2 separate regions of the Sus scrofa genome follow, and region 1 is linked to region 2. A link is a contact called in public HiChIP or PLAC-seq data. All regions are on one chromosome and are shown on one strand. Each heading gives the region's core, a stretch centred on a gene start, on an enhancer-like site or on the middle of the called end of the contact. The rest is flanking DNA. Distances are from core to core; before and after follow the strand shown.

The links. HiChIP or PLAC-seq counts read pairs in DNA pulled down with a chosen protein or histone mark.
Region 1: a contact with region 2 is called in an H3K27ac HiChIP or PLAC-seq map of skeletal muscle. The contact joins the enhancer-like site here to the promoter of CHST7 in region 2. A contact is called at or near these places in 6 of 47 Hi-C or Micro-C datasets (alveolar macrophages, liver, mesenteric adipose tissue and 2 more) and 1 of 2 datasets of contacts at active chromatin or transcription factors (skeletal muscle).

Annotation. Positions count from the first base shown.
Region 1 is chrX:41,249,589-41,256,135 of Sscrofa11.1, forward strand. It overlaps SLC9A7 (sodium/hydrogen exchanger 7), which reads right to left. Exons shown (of 17, transcript XM_021080387.1): 15 at 1,700-1,782. Among named protein-coding and RNA genes, the nearest start is that of CHST7, 60 kb to the left of the region's middle. Within about 2 kb of position 4,538, at least 17 of the 83 cell types and tissues checked have an H3K27ac peak or open chromatin away from gene starts, as enhancers often do. A contact at or near this core is called in alveolar macrophages, mesenteric adipose tissue, skeletal muscle and 1 more, where this site is marked.
Region 2 is chrX:41,190,032-41,196,616 of Sscrofa11.1, forward strand. CHST7 (carbohydrate sulfotransferase 7) reads left to right here and starts at 2,962. Exons shown (of 2, transcript XM_003135049.4): 1 at 2,962-4,670. The coding sequence starts at 3,179. The coding sequence ends at 4,639.

The DNA.
Region 1 (6,547 bases), core at 3,288-5,787, 61 kb after region 2:
TTTCCCCTCCTGAAATAGCTGCAGCTTTATCTTATCTCGACTGCCCAAGGGCCCTGGAGGTATGCAACTATTTATAGTGCTTGATGGAGTTCCCATTGTGGCGCAGCCCAAAACGAATCCAACTAGGAACCATGAGGTTGTGGGTTCGATCCCTGGCCTCCCGCAGTGGGTCGAGGACCCGGCATTGCCCTGAGCTGTGGTGTAGGTCCCAGATGTGGCTCGGATCCTGTGTTGCTGTGGCTGTGGCATAGGGCAGCAGCTGTAGCTCTGATTCAACCCTTAGCCTGGGAACCTACCTCCACATGCCATGGGTACAGCCCTAAAAAGCCAAAAAAAAAAAAAAAAGAAAAAGAAAAAAAAATGTCCAGAGCAGTATTTTTCATAGTTGCTCCAAATTATAAAAAATCTACATGTTTATCAATAGTAGACTGATAAATGAATTACAGTATATTCACACAATGAAATACTATACAACGATGAAAACAGATGACCCAGAGCTACCTGTCACAATGTGGATGATCACACAAACAATGTCAAGCCAAACAAACCAGACACTAAACTACATATACTCTACAATCTCATTGATACGAAGTTCTAAAATAGGTAAAATTATCAAGTATTGCTAAAAGGCAGGAGAGTGGTTACGTTTGGGGAGGAAAAAGGGGGTAGTAACTGGGTTACGGCATGAGGGGAGCTGGTAGTTCTGTGTCTCATGACTGTTTGGTGTTATACGAGTGTACCTATTTTGCAATAATTCACTGAGTACTTGTAATTTGTGTGCTTTCCTTTTTTTTTTTTTTTTGTCTTTTTGTCTTTTTGCCTTTTCTAGGGCCTCTTTCCACGTCATATGGAGGGTCCCAGGCTAGGGGTCGAATCGGAGCTGTAGCCGCCGGCCTACACCAGAGCCACAGCAATGCCAGATGGGAGCTGTGTCTGCGACCCACACCACAACTCACGGCAACGCCGGATCCTTCACCCAATGAGCGAGGCCAGGGATCGAACCCGCAACCTCATGGTTCCTAGTCGTTCGTTAACTACTGAGCCTCGATGGGAACTCCCAAATTTGTGTGCTTTCCTGTATGTGTTCTTTACTTCAACAATGACAAAAAAAAAATGTAAACATTTTCAAAGTCTCCAAAGACTGTATATAAGCTACTGAGCCATTTGATTGCTATGTCAACTGAGGACACCTTGAAAGTTTAACTTTTGGGTTTTTCCTTTTCACCTGGGGCCAAGTGAATCTACTAGATCAGAGTCTGCTCTGCACAGGGTCCAGTAAATGCCAGTATCGGACTTGGCCGGACTTGCTTCAGCCAATAGGAATCCTCCTTCTCACATGCATTAACTAGCCAACCTCCCCTCCCGGTCCTGACCGCAGCATGGTTCAAGTGTAAATTGTAACAAATTCACCTACACAGGCCGACATCCCTTGGACACAAAGCTCTGAAGAGCCAGGTGAGCCTACCAGGCTGTGGACTGGCTCCCCTGATGATGTGCAAACGTCCCTCTTGGCCAGAGAGCTGCTCATTATGACTACCTGTTGCCTGAATATCCTTGCCCGGATCCCGAGAGAGCACCGACTCCACCTGTAGGAAGCATGCATCTTTCCTCACTCATCGGAAGTCACGCACTGACAACTCAACCAGAGGATTTCATTGTCGGGGTTTCACGAATACGGGGAAGCCCCTTAAAAGGATACTTGTGGTCAAAGCTGTACCACAGCCTGAACAGCCACGCACTCTCCTGCTTTGTCCGGTTTCCTCCGGCAGAATCTGGCCCATCCTAGGAAAAAACAAGAGGACAGATACTCAGTTGTAGAAAAGGGATTGAAATAAGGGGGGAAAGCTTCCCTTTTCACCGTAACTTGTAGATGTGGAGCTCAAACATCCTGTATCACCAAAGTCTCAAAGATAGAGGGGGAGGTAATATTTTAAAAGGAATTGAATAAATCCGCAAGGCAGACAAAGCAACCCCTACAGAAAAAGACTCGGTTATGTCTGTGGGTAGGTCAACTCGATGTAGGAGAAAAAATTTTTTTTTTCTTTTACCTGTATAGACCCGCACCGGTGGCATATGGAAGCTCCCAGGCTAGGGGTCAAATCAGAGCTGTAGCCACTGCCTACGCCACAGCCACAGCCTTGAGGGATCTGAGTCGCATCTGTGACCTACGTTGCAGCTTGCAGCAATGCTGGATCCTTAACCCACCGAGGGAGGCCAGAGATTGAACCCGCATCCTCATGCATATTAGTTGGGTTCCTAACCCGATAAGCCACAACAGGAACTCCGACAAAATTTCTTTTAGCATTTTTGCGGTAATTTTCCTTCAAGTCCTTTTAGCAGATCAATTACCCAAAAGGAGTCTAGATCCTTATAGGCCAAAATTGATTTATAGAGAATATGAAAGAAAGCTTCTGTAAAACCAACTTTGCAGGCCCTCCAGAGCTGGTCTGTGGAAAACACGCTTGGTTGAGTTTCCTGACAAACCAGCCAAGGGCTCTTCGTGGTGCTTACACGGGCACCTCCCTTGTGTTCCAGGCGGTGCCGTAACTTGCCCTACCAGCTTCAGGAAGGTGGGGGCGGTGGGCAGGGGCAAGGAAGCCAGAACTAGCATCACTGTTCTTTCCTCTGCCCTCAAGTAGTAGGTTCCTTTACTCCTCCTCTCGTGCTTTTCCACCTCACACGTCCCCATCATTTCATTTTCAGAAGCACTTGTAGGAGTTCCCGTCATGGCGCAGTGGAAACGAATCTGACGAGGAACCAGGAGGTTGCGGGTTCGATCCCCAGCCTGGCTCAGTGGGTGAAGGACCCGGCATTGCCGTGAGCTGTGGTGTAGGTTGCAGACGTGGCTTGGATCCCAAATTGCTGTGGCTGTGGTGTAGGCCGGCGGCTACAGCTCCAATTCGACCCCTAGCCTAGGAACCTCCATGCAGCCCCCCGCCCCAAAAAAAATCAAAAGCCCTTTTGCAAAATCAAACATTCATTTGGGGTTTAGGACATCTGTTCTGTGCGAGTATTATAAACAGCACAATCAATATTAAAAAGGGGGCCAATGGCAGCTGCTTGAGGGCACTGCTGGGGTTTGATGTTGCTGGATGACAGACTCTGAAAGTAGGGACGGCTGGTCAAGCACAGGCATTTTTAGCCTCATCCTCTTGAGTGTTAGAGGGAGAGGCAGCTCTACAAGTGAGGGGTGAGCGACAAGAAGGAAATAAATCTGAGTCATGATTATGAGTCTGTCTTCTACATCTCAGGGGGTACCAATTCCACCTGTAACAGAGATACCAAGGATGAGTCAGAAATCTCCGAGAAGGTAAGAGCAGAGGGAGAGAAGTAGAGAGAGGGAAGTCGCAAGCACTATTTCAATTCCTAATATTTCCAATGGCAAAGACGATTTTGGGGGGGGCACCCACAGCATGCAGAAGTTCCTGAGCCAGGGATCGAACCCACACCACGGGAACGGCCTGAGCCACAGCAGTGATGATGTCGAGTCCTTAACCTGCTGAGCCACCAGGGAACTCCCAAGAACCTGCATTTCTAACAGTGATGCGCAGGCTGCTAAACGGCCACTCGGAACGGCAAGGAGAGGCCCACGGTCCCAGTGGAGAAGCAGAAAGGCCCTTCATGACCTCGCCTCTGCCAATCTCCACCCTTATCCTTCACCTCATTGTCACCAGACCTTAAGGACGCACGCAGATGCGTCTGTCTTGTTTGCAGATGTATTTGCAGAGCCTGACTGAGAGAATGTCTCAAACAAGGGCTCAATAAATATGTGTCAAATGAATGAATGCATTAATGTTAATTTTGAATTCTAAGGGAAAAAAAAAAAAGAATAGCAGAAAGAATCAAAGGCGGGGAGGAGGGGTCGTGATCTGAGGAAAAGCACTTCAACAACTGTTGGATGTTAAAGATTTCAGGGACTGGATTTCAGATTTCAGCCTGGAGGGAACCTGACGGTGGATGCAGAAACAAGCAAACCCAACCTGCCCAGAAAGATATACACGTCAATGCAACGATCAACCGCTGATTTTCTGTGTTTCTCCGGTGCACACGCATGCATGCACGCAAGTACCACAAGCACAGTGGCTTCCCTTCCTCCACGTTCCAGTAATGTCCTGCCTGTGACCTTGTCCTGCTGAGATGACAGAGGCGGGATCCATTCAGATTCGGGCTCCTAGCTTCTCCAAAGCAGCCTCATCAATGAGCCCGCTCCTGTAAACGCGGGTAACCGCGAATGATGTGCCTGCATGTCTGGCCAACATAAATCTCAGCTGTGTCCGCATGAAAAATCCTCTGCCACCCGCCCCCTTGAATGGGTTGGGAGGTGGTCCCCGGGGGCCCCGGGCAGCTTGCCTCCAGCTGGGCTTGTTTTTTGTTTTGGTTGCAAAGTCACCAAGACCTCGGGAGAAACAAAGCAACTGGAGGGTTTTGTTTTGTTTGGTTCTAATGAGTCAAACTTGCCAGGGACATGAGGCTTAAGTCTCTCCGCACTATTCTTACGCTGCCCTCACACGAAGCCAAAAGTTTGAGCCAACAGCTCTTTTCCTGCGCCCACATGACCTAATATTCTGCGGCTCTGTAGCCATGACTCTGTTTATAACCTTGGGCTCCGAGGACCAGTGCGGAAAATCGTGCTCGTTATGACAAGTGCTTTCCCGTCAAATATCCCTTTCTTGTTTGTTTTTAGAGGGAGTGTTCAGCAAACGCTGTCAAGAGAAGGGCCCTTTCTTTTCTAATGGGAAGCAAACATCTGGATTTTCCCCGCCTCTGATTTCAGTTTCATGACAACACTGAGCATGTGACTTGGACCCATCTCAGGGGAAGTTGCAAGAACCCAGGGTTTCACCCAAAAATGAGAAGGCCATTTCTTTCTCTGTTTTATTGGTTTCTCATGACCACTGAGGGCTCCCTGCCCTGTTGTTCAGGGCTGACTGGACCAAGGTCAGGCCGGGAGGACTTGGAGAAAGAAGGCCCTTTCTGCACGAGGGCATGAGTCATTTTTCAGAAGGTGTTCTGAGGAACCAAGCTGGAAGTTCAACTCCTGCCTTCCCCCCACCCCCCCCACCCCAGTCTGACAGCAACCTTGAAAGCCTTTCAAAATGCCAACAGAACTGCCTTTGAGGGCCCTCTGCCTGACGGTGCATGAGGCTTGGAAGGAGAGGGGCTCAGGGGAAGCTGTGACACAGCTCCTGGCTAGGGCGGGCCAAAAGAGTGCCACAGGGAGTGCAGAGCAAGTGGCTGCCACCTGCCTGGTCAAATTTAGCCCAAGGGACGGGTTTCCAAGGCTCACTCTGCCTGGGCTGGGGGGGGCGCTGCCTTAGCTGTGCCTGCCCGGACTAAACGCACCGACAGAACCGCCAGCGCTCAGGACCCATTGCTTTTCAAACATCTCCACATGTTTGGTATAAAGTAGCCCAAGGTCTCTGAGACCAATTCAGCTACATGAAAAACACTCAAACCATTTCATCTATTTCCTTTCACAGATTGCTTGAGTCCAGAGGCAGGAACAGTGGAAACCAGCAAAGGGCTGGGGCCCGGGGGGGGGGTGGGGTGGGGTGGGGTGGGGTGGGTGGAGCGGGGGTGTTGACTGGCCTGGAACTGTCAAGATGAAATTGCTCTAAACCCTGGATGTCCAGCTCGTGGTGATCAGCTTTTCTTACCAGATTAAGCCTGACTGGCCACAGGTCTCTGGAGGATGCATATCCTACCAGAGCCGTTATTCCCTTTTCAGGGAAATGAAGAGGTCATCACAAATTTCACCCGGGTTTCCTCAGATCTCCAGTGTGGCGAAACCCAGACTGTCAGACCGCCATGTGCATCATTCCTGAACCCCTGTTTTCTAAAGTCCCTAATCAAAACTCAAGCCAGGAGTTCCCATCGTGGCGCAGTGGTTAATGAACCTGACTAGGAAGCATGAGGTTGCGGGTTCGATCCCTGGCCTCGCTCAGTGGGTTAAGGATCTGGCGTTGCTGTGAGCTGTGGTGTAGGTCGCAGATGCGGCTCAGATCCCGAGCTGCTGTGGAGTGGGCCGGCAGCTACAGCTCTGATTCGACCCCTAACCTGGGAACCTCCATATGCCGCAGGTGCAGCCCTAAAAGGACAAAAGACCAAAAAACAAAACAAACAAACAAAAAAACCCTCAGGTCAAATAGCCACTTTGAATAAAAAAAACTTCTCAGACTTCCCTGGTGGCCTGGCCTAGCCCAGTGGGTTAAGGATTCCATGGGGTCACTGCTGTGGCGAGGGCTTGATCCCAGGCCCGGGAACTTCTGCATACCTTGGGTGTGGCCAAAACAACAAACCAACCCTCCAAAACAAAAATCTTCTGTTCCCAACAGGCACAAGGGCCAATTCTAATATAACAGCAAAGGTCTTTTGGGTACACTGGGTTAAGGATCTGGCATTGCCTCAGCAGCTACAGCTTAGGTCACAACTATGGCTCAGATCGGATCCCTGGCCTGGGAACACCACATCCTGCGAGGTGGCCAAAAAAAAAAAGAAAAAAAAAAAAGAAAAAAAATTACCTAGAACTTTCAGAGGTCATGGCTTT
Region 2 (6,585 bases), core at 1,712-4,211:
TTTTTACAGTCTTTGCCTCCTTGAAACATTCTTGCTTTCAACCGGGCAGGGGGCAAGAATCAGGGCAATTCCACTTTTAGCCTCTAGTCTAGTGGCTAGGATTTCTGATTTTTAACCAGGCTGCCCAGGTTCAATTCCTGAGCGGAGAATTAAGAGCTCTCTTAACGCCATCACTCACTGCTGTCTCTTGGAGATCAGTCTGAGCGAGTCTCCCCCCTGTGTGGCAGTGGGCAGGCTGGTTGGTCTGGGGGCCTCAGCTGGGATGGCTTAGTCTCTGATCCATGTGGCTGACCCAGGCTTCCTCATGCAGCAGTCTCAGGGTCTGCAAAAGAGCAAGGGGACAATCCCAATGGAAACATTTTCCTTTTTTTTTTTTTTTTTTTTTTTTTTAAATGGTCACACCCATGGCATATGGAAGTTCCCAGGGCTAGGGGCCAAACTGGAGCTGCAGCTGCTGGCTTAAGCCACAGCCACAGCAATGCAGGATCCAAGCCATATCTCAACCTACACTGCAGCTTGCAGCAGTGCCTGGATCCTTAATTCACTGAGAGAGACCAGGGATTGAACTGGCATCCTCATGGACACTATTTCGGCTTCTTAACCCATTGCGTCACAACGGGAATTCCTGGATATATTTTTCAAGCCTCTGCCTGTGTCATGTTGGCTACTAGTCCACTGGCCAATGCAAGTCATGAGGCCATCCCAGGGTCGGTGTAGGAAGGCACTGCCAAAGGACATGGAGGGAGGAGGGGAAACTTGGTGATGGTTTTAAAAACCTACCACACTCTCCAGTATTGGAGTTTAGGCTTTCGGAAAGAAAACACCAGCAACTGTTTGCATTCTGCCTAGCCATATCCCTCCCCGCAAGTGAGTGCACAGCTGCCTACTTGCTTATAAAAGGAGAGAAGGGGGGCGTTTCCATCGTGGCTCAGTGGAAACGAATCTGACTAGCATCCATGAGGACACAGGTTTGATCCCTGGCCTCGATCAGTGGGTTAAAGATCCTGGCATTGCCCTGAGCAGTGGTGTAGGTCACAGACACAGCTTGGATCTGGCACTGCTCTGGCTTTGGCATAGGCCAGCAGCTCCAGCTCCGATTCAACCCCTAGCCTGGGAATCTCCATATTCCATGAGTGCGGCCCTTAAAAAAAATTAAAAAAGTGAAGACATGAGGAAGGAAAAGTTAGGGATTAATACTGGAAGTAATATGCTTGCCACAAAGGAGAAGATGGGTACAGAAGTGGACATATGGGTCCAGTAGTAGAAAAGCCAGAGTGTCCAACCATTTCATTTTCTCTATGAAGTAAGAGGTAAGGTCACCTGTTGAGAGTGGGCAAAGAGGGGTAACAGAGGCACGCTGCCTTCAGAGAAGAGCAGATTTGCAAAAGCCAGGATGCACCTTGAGCCTGGGGATTGACACGAAGAGCATAGGATTGGGGGGGAACCATTCGAGTTGATGATTATGACTTTATCTTGATGCCACCCTGTCCTTTGGGGAAACCTTTTGCCATAGTAATTTGCCGGCACAGAGAAAGCCAAGAGCAGGGTTTGGAGGATGTTGCTAAGTGAGTCAAGGAAAGACGGGGGGCTAGGGAGTTTCGGTTAGTGGTTAGAAGCGTTATTCAAAAATAATGATCTGGGCGCTCTCAGCTGAATATGCAAAATTAGAAGAAAGTTGGGGGGTGTTGAAAATAGGATTGGAAAATAGGATTTTAACCAGTGGCTGAATGGAGAAGGAATTGTGGGGAAAAGCAAAAGGCTTGAGCTCGTGATTTCAGAGCTGGAGTCGTTTCTGTGTTGGAAAAGACCAGAGGAGAAGATCTTTGGAGATGTTGTAACTTTTCGAGTGTGAACACCTTCCCCTGGGGGAGATGAGCAGATTTGCTTTCTATTCTAACCTTACAACACCTCCCCCAAGGGGTGTTCATTATCTCTTGAAACAGCAAAAATTAGCCTTTTTAGTTTTTGGATTGCAGGCACTCTAAACTTAATCTGCCACTTGGGAGCTCCCTGGTGGTCCAACAAGTTAAGGATTCCACGTTGTCACTGCTGGGGCTCCGCTCGCTGGCCTGGGAACTTCTGCATGCTGCAGGTTCAGACAACAAAAAATTCACCTCTTGAACCTGCTGTCCCTTTTTCATCCATCCTTGAGTGTAGATGTTTCTCCTTATGGGTCCTTTTAAACGGCAGCTGAGACATTCCACCATCCTACCTCTGATTCTGTAAATGTGTCTTGCTCGGGTGTGTCATCAGAGGCAAGGTTATATGCTGTGCTAACAAAGGACTTCAAAATCTCACACCGGAAGGTATGGAGGTACTAAAAATTATCTGTCTTCTGCAAACGAGTAAACCGATCTTCAGAATGTCTGTAAAAAGTGCATGGCCCTCAGCAGGCAAAACTCTGAGGAACGCAACACCTACCCTTCCACAAAGGCTACACCTTAACAATGAAATGCTCTGCGCCAATGAAGTAGTGCCTCCAGTTCCTCTGGACCACGATGCTCTGATGCAGTCTCGGTCTTATCCTAGAGAAGTGCTTCCATCCAGAACTCAGTAACACCCTCCTTCAGGCTGATGGGGGCGCTGGATGTAGACAGGGACCAGGGGCCCGGTTCTAAATAGTGTGGAGGCGAGTCTGCTTACGAGAGATGATGGTCAAGCAGCGGACATGAAACAGGAGAGGCAGTGGAGTTCTCCGGGTGGGGTCCACGTCCAGTCGCTGGGTACATTCTGTACACACGAGCCCCTCCCTTGCCTGAAGTGAATTCATGAAGACTTGACTTGATTACGGGGGGGGGGGGGGGCGGCTGGGAAAGGTGGGGTTTGGCTCGGCGCGCCCCGCCCAGATCTGGCGGAGCCCTGGGCAAACCCGGGCGGGTAGAGAGGCGGGGGTGGGTGGGTGGGGGGAGCTGCTGGGTGGAAGGCGGGGCGGGCCGGGCCGGGCCGTTGCCAAGCCGGCCAATAGGCGGCTCTCCAGCGCTGAGCCGGGAGAGGGCCGGGGCGCCGCCACTAGCACCACCGCCTCCCCAGTTTTCCCTTGTGGATGCACAGCTCCGGTGACTCCGCTCCTCCCGGGGCAGAGGGGCTTCCAGAGGCCAGAGGAGCGGACTCCGGACGGGATTTCCGAGGAAGGGAAGAGGAAGGGCGCCCCACCCGCTCTGGAGGGGTTCGGTGAACGATGAAGGGGCGGCGGCGGCGACGCCGGGAGTACTGCAAGTTCGCACTGCTGTTGGTGCTGTACACGCTGGTGCTGCTGCTTGTCCCCTCCGTACTGGACGGCGGCCGCGACGGGGACAAGGGAGCCGGGCATTGCCCGGGCCTGCAGCGCAGCCTGGGAGTGTGGAGCCTGGAGGCGGCGGCGGCGGGCGAACGCGAGCAGGGCGCGAAGGCGCGGCCAGCCGCTGATGGGGGCGCGGGCGTGTCCCCCAGGTCTCCTCTCAACCTCCAAGGCGCCGTCGGGGAAGCGGTGTCTCGCGAAAAGCAGCACATCTACGTGCACGCCACCTGGCGCACCGGCTCGTCGTTCCTGGGCGAGCTCTTTAACCAGCACCCGGACGTCTTCTACTTGTACGAGCCCATGTGGCATCTGTGGCAGGCACTGTATCCGGGCGACGCCGAGAGCCTGCAAGGCGCGCTGCGAGACATGCTGCGCTCGCTCTTCCGCTGCGACTTTTCGGTGCTGCAGCTGTACGCGCCGCCGGGGGACCCCGCCGCGCGCGCCCCGGACGCGGCCAATCTCACCACGGCCGCCCTCTTCGGCTGGCGCACCAACAAGGTCATCTGTTCGCCGCCGCTGTGCCCTGGCGCGCCCCGGGCCCGCGCCGAGGTCGGCCTGGTTGAGGACGCCGCTTGCGAGCGCAGCTGCCCACCGGTGGCTCTCCAAGCCCTGGAGGCCGAGTGCCGCAAGTATCCGGTGGTGGTCATCAAAGACGTGCGCCTCCTCGACCTGGGCGTGCTGGTGCCCCTGCTGCGCGACCCCGGCCTCAACCTGAAGGTGGTGCAGCTTTTCCGCGACCCGCGGGCGGTGCACAACTCGCGCCTCAAGTCTCGGCAGGGGCTGCTGCGCGAGAGCATCCAGGTGCTACGCACCCGCCAGAGGGGCGACCGCTTCCACCGAGTCCTCCTGGCGCACGGCGTGGGCGCTCGCCCCGGGGCCCCCTCCCGCGCGCTGCCCGCCGCGCCGCGCGCCGACTTCTTCCTGACCGGCGCGCTCGAGGTGATTTGCGAAGCCTGGCTGCGCGACCTGCTGTTCGCGCGCGGTGCTCCCGCCTGGCTGCAGCGCCGCTACCTGTGGCTGCGCTACGAGGACCTGGTGCGGCAGCCGCGCGCCCAGCTGCGCCGCCTGCAGCGCTTCGCGGGACTGCGGGCGCTCTCCGCGCTGGACGCCTTCGCGCTCAACATGACTCGCGGCGCAGCCTACGGCGCTGACCGGCCCTTCCACCTGTCCGCGCGAGACGCCCGCGAGGCCGTGCACGCTTGGCGGGAGCGCCTGAGCCGAGAGCAGGTGCGCCAGGTGGAGGCTGCCTGCGCCCCAGCTATGCGCCTGCTGGCTTACCCTCGCAGCGGAGAAGACGGCGACGCCGAGCCGTCCGAGGACGAGGAGACGCCGCTGGAGATGGAGGCTGACGGCGCCACGTAGAACCACACCCGTGCACCCCGGGTGGATCCGGGTAAGGTGGTCTCGGGGCAAAGTGGGGGCCGGAAAGGGTCTTGGGGAGCTTGGATCAGGGGGAGGGGAGGACTGCCGTCTCTAGATCTCACCCTATCAAATAGATCCCAGCGGGAGAGGAATCCCAGGTAGGGGAATTTAGGGGAGTCACCGGGATCTCTAGCATAACTACCTGTCTCCAGAGGAGACCCTGAGAAGCGAGAGGTGAAGTATGGCTGAGGCGGAACCTAGGTCTCCGTGCTCTCAGTCCTCCCTATGAAGTAACAGGTAGGATCCTTTGTTGAGAAAGAGGGGGTAGTGGGGGGAGGGAGAGGGAAGAGGGGTATCCTCGGTCTGAGCTGAGTCGAGAGGGTTTGAAAGTCATAAGGAAACTTGAGACTGGAAATTGACATGAAAAGTATAGAATTTCGGGGACCATTTGAGGTGGATGGTTTGCCTTTATCTAGATGCCGGTCTGTGCTGTGGGGAAATCTTTTGCAGCAGTGTTTGCAGGCACAGAGAAAGGCGAAAGCAGAATTTGGGGGTGGGGGAGTTAATTGCCTCTTATCCTACCTACCCCTCATCTGTTTCCTATTTCTTCTCTGCCTAACTTGCAGACTCCGAGGCTGACCTTCCAATTTACCTAGCATACAGGCATAGGCAGGCCCCGGCTTGCAACAGTTTTTGCACATGTGTGTGTCCCAGGCTCTGGTATATGGGCGTGGGATGGACTTTGCTTTCCCCTGGTTCGAGTGGTGGCTTCCCCCGCCCCCGTCCCTGCCCCCAGTGGCTGGCGCTCGCAGGATATTTGACCATATCCCTTTCCCATCAGGTCACAAAAGCTGCCTGGTCTGCTTCCTCTAGTGTGGACAGGACCTCAGGCCTGGGCCTTTGCCCCACCCACCCACCCCGTCCCCTTGAGAGATGGAACCCGGATTCGCAGTAGGAGCTTTGTGAAAAGACATTCCCTCCCCGCCCGACAATTTTTTTTTCTTTCTCTGTAAATCATATACCCCAAGATAGCCTAAGGTGCCAAAATGGGGCTTCACGGATGTCAAAATGAGTTCAGTGTCCGGATCAGCATGTTCGTTGGGCTGAGGGAGGGGTTTGTTCTGCGCGATGCTGACCTCAGGCGTCATGTAGGTGGCCTGGGAATGCGTTTCCCCAAACTTGGCGAGAGCGGGAAGGGTGCAGCCTTTTGCACGGTGCAGTCTGGAGGAGGAAAAGCAGTGCCGGGTGGGCGGAAGTGACCTAAGTTTCCATTCATTAGTTTATAGTTCCATTCAGTATTCCTCTTGGATGAAGCTCTGAGGCCAAAGTTGAAGATGTTAATGAAAACGGATTCTGTTGTTAATGATGCCAGAGTTTCAGAGCGATTGCAGAGGCAGACTGATTTTTCTATTGGTCATCAAGCAGGTTTTCGTAGTTTCTGTAATTACTTAGGAAGTCTGTCATCTTTCCCGGTGTCCAGAGTGGGGGGTAAAAGGCACTGGGTGACTTGACACATTTTAACAAAAACATCCTTTCATCTGCTAATCTTGTGTTTACAGATGTAAGTAACAACATAATGATCCCTCACCCTCCTCACAGATCGGAGGGAACGCCTCTCCAGGATAGATTGCTGCAGCATTTTATGGCTTTAAGAACTGACAGTCTCGGGGGTTCCTGTCTGGCTCGGTGGTTAAGGAATCCGACTAGGAACTATGAGGTTCGATCCCTGGCCTTGCTCAGTGGGTTAAGGATCTGGTATTGCCATGAGCTGTGGTGTAGGTTGCAGACACGGCTTGGATCCTGAGTTGCTATGGCTGTGACATAGGCTGGCGGCTACAGCTCTGATTCGACCCCCAGCCTGGGAACCTCCATATGCCATGGGAGCAGCCCAAGAAATGGCAAAAAAAAAAAAAAAAAAAAAAAGAACTGACAGTCTCCCAGAAACT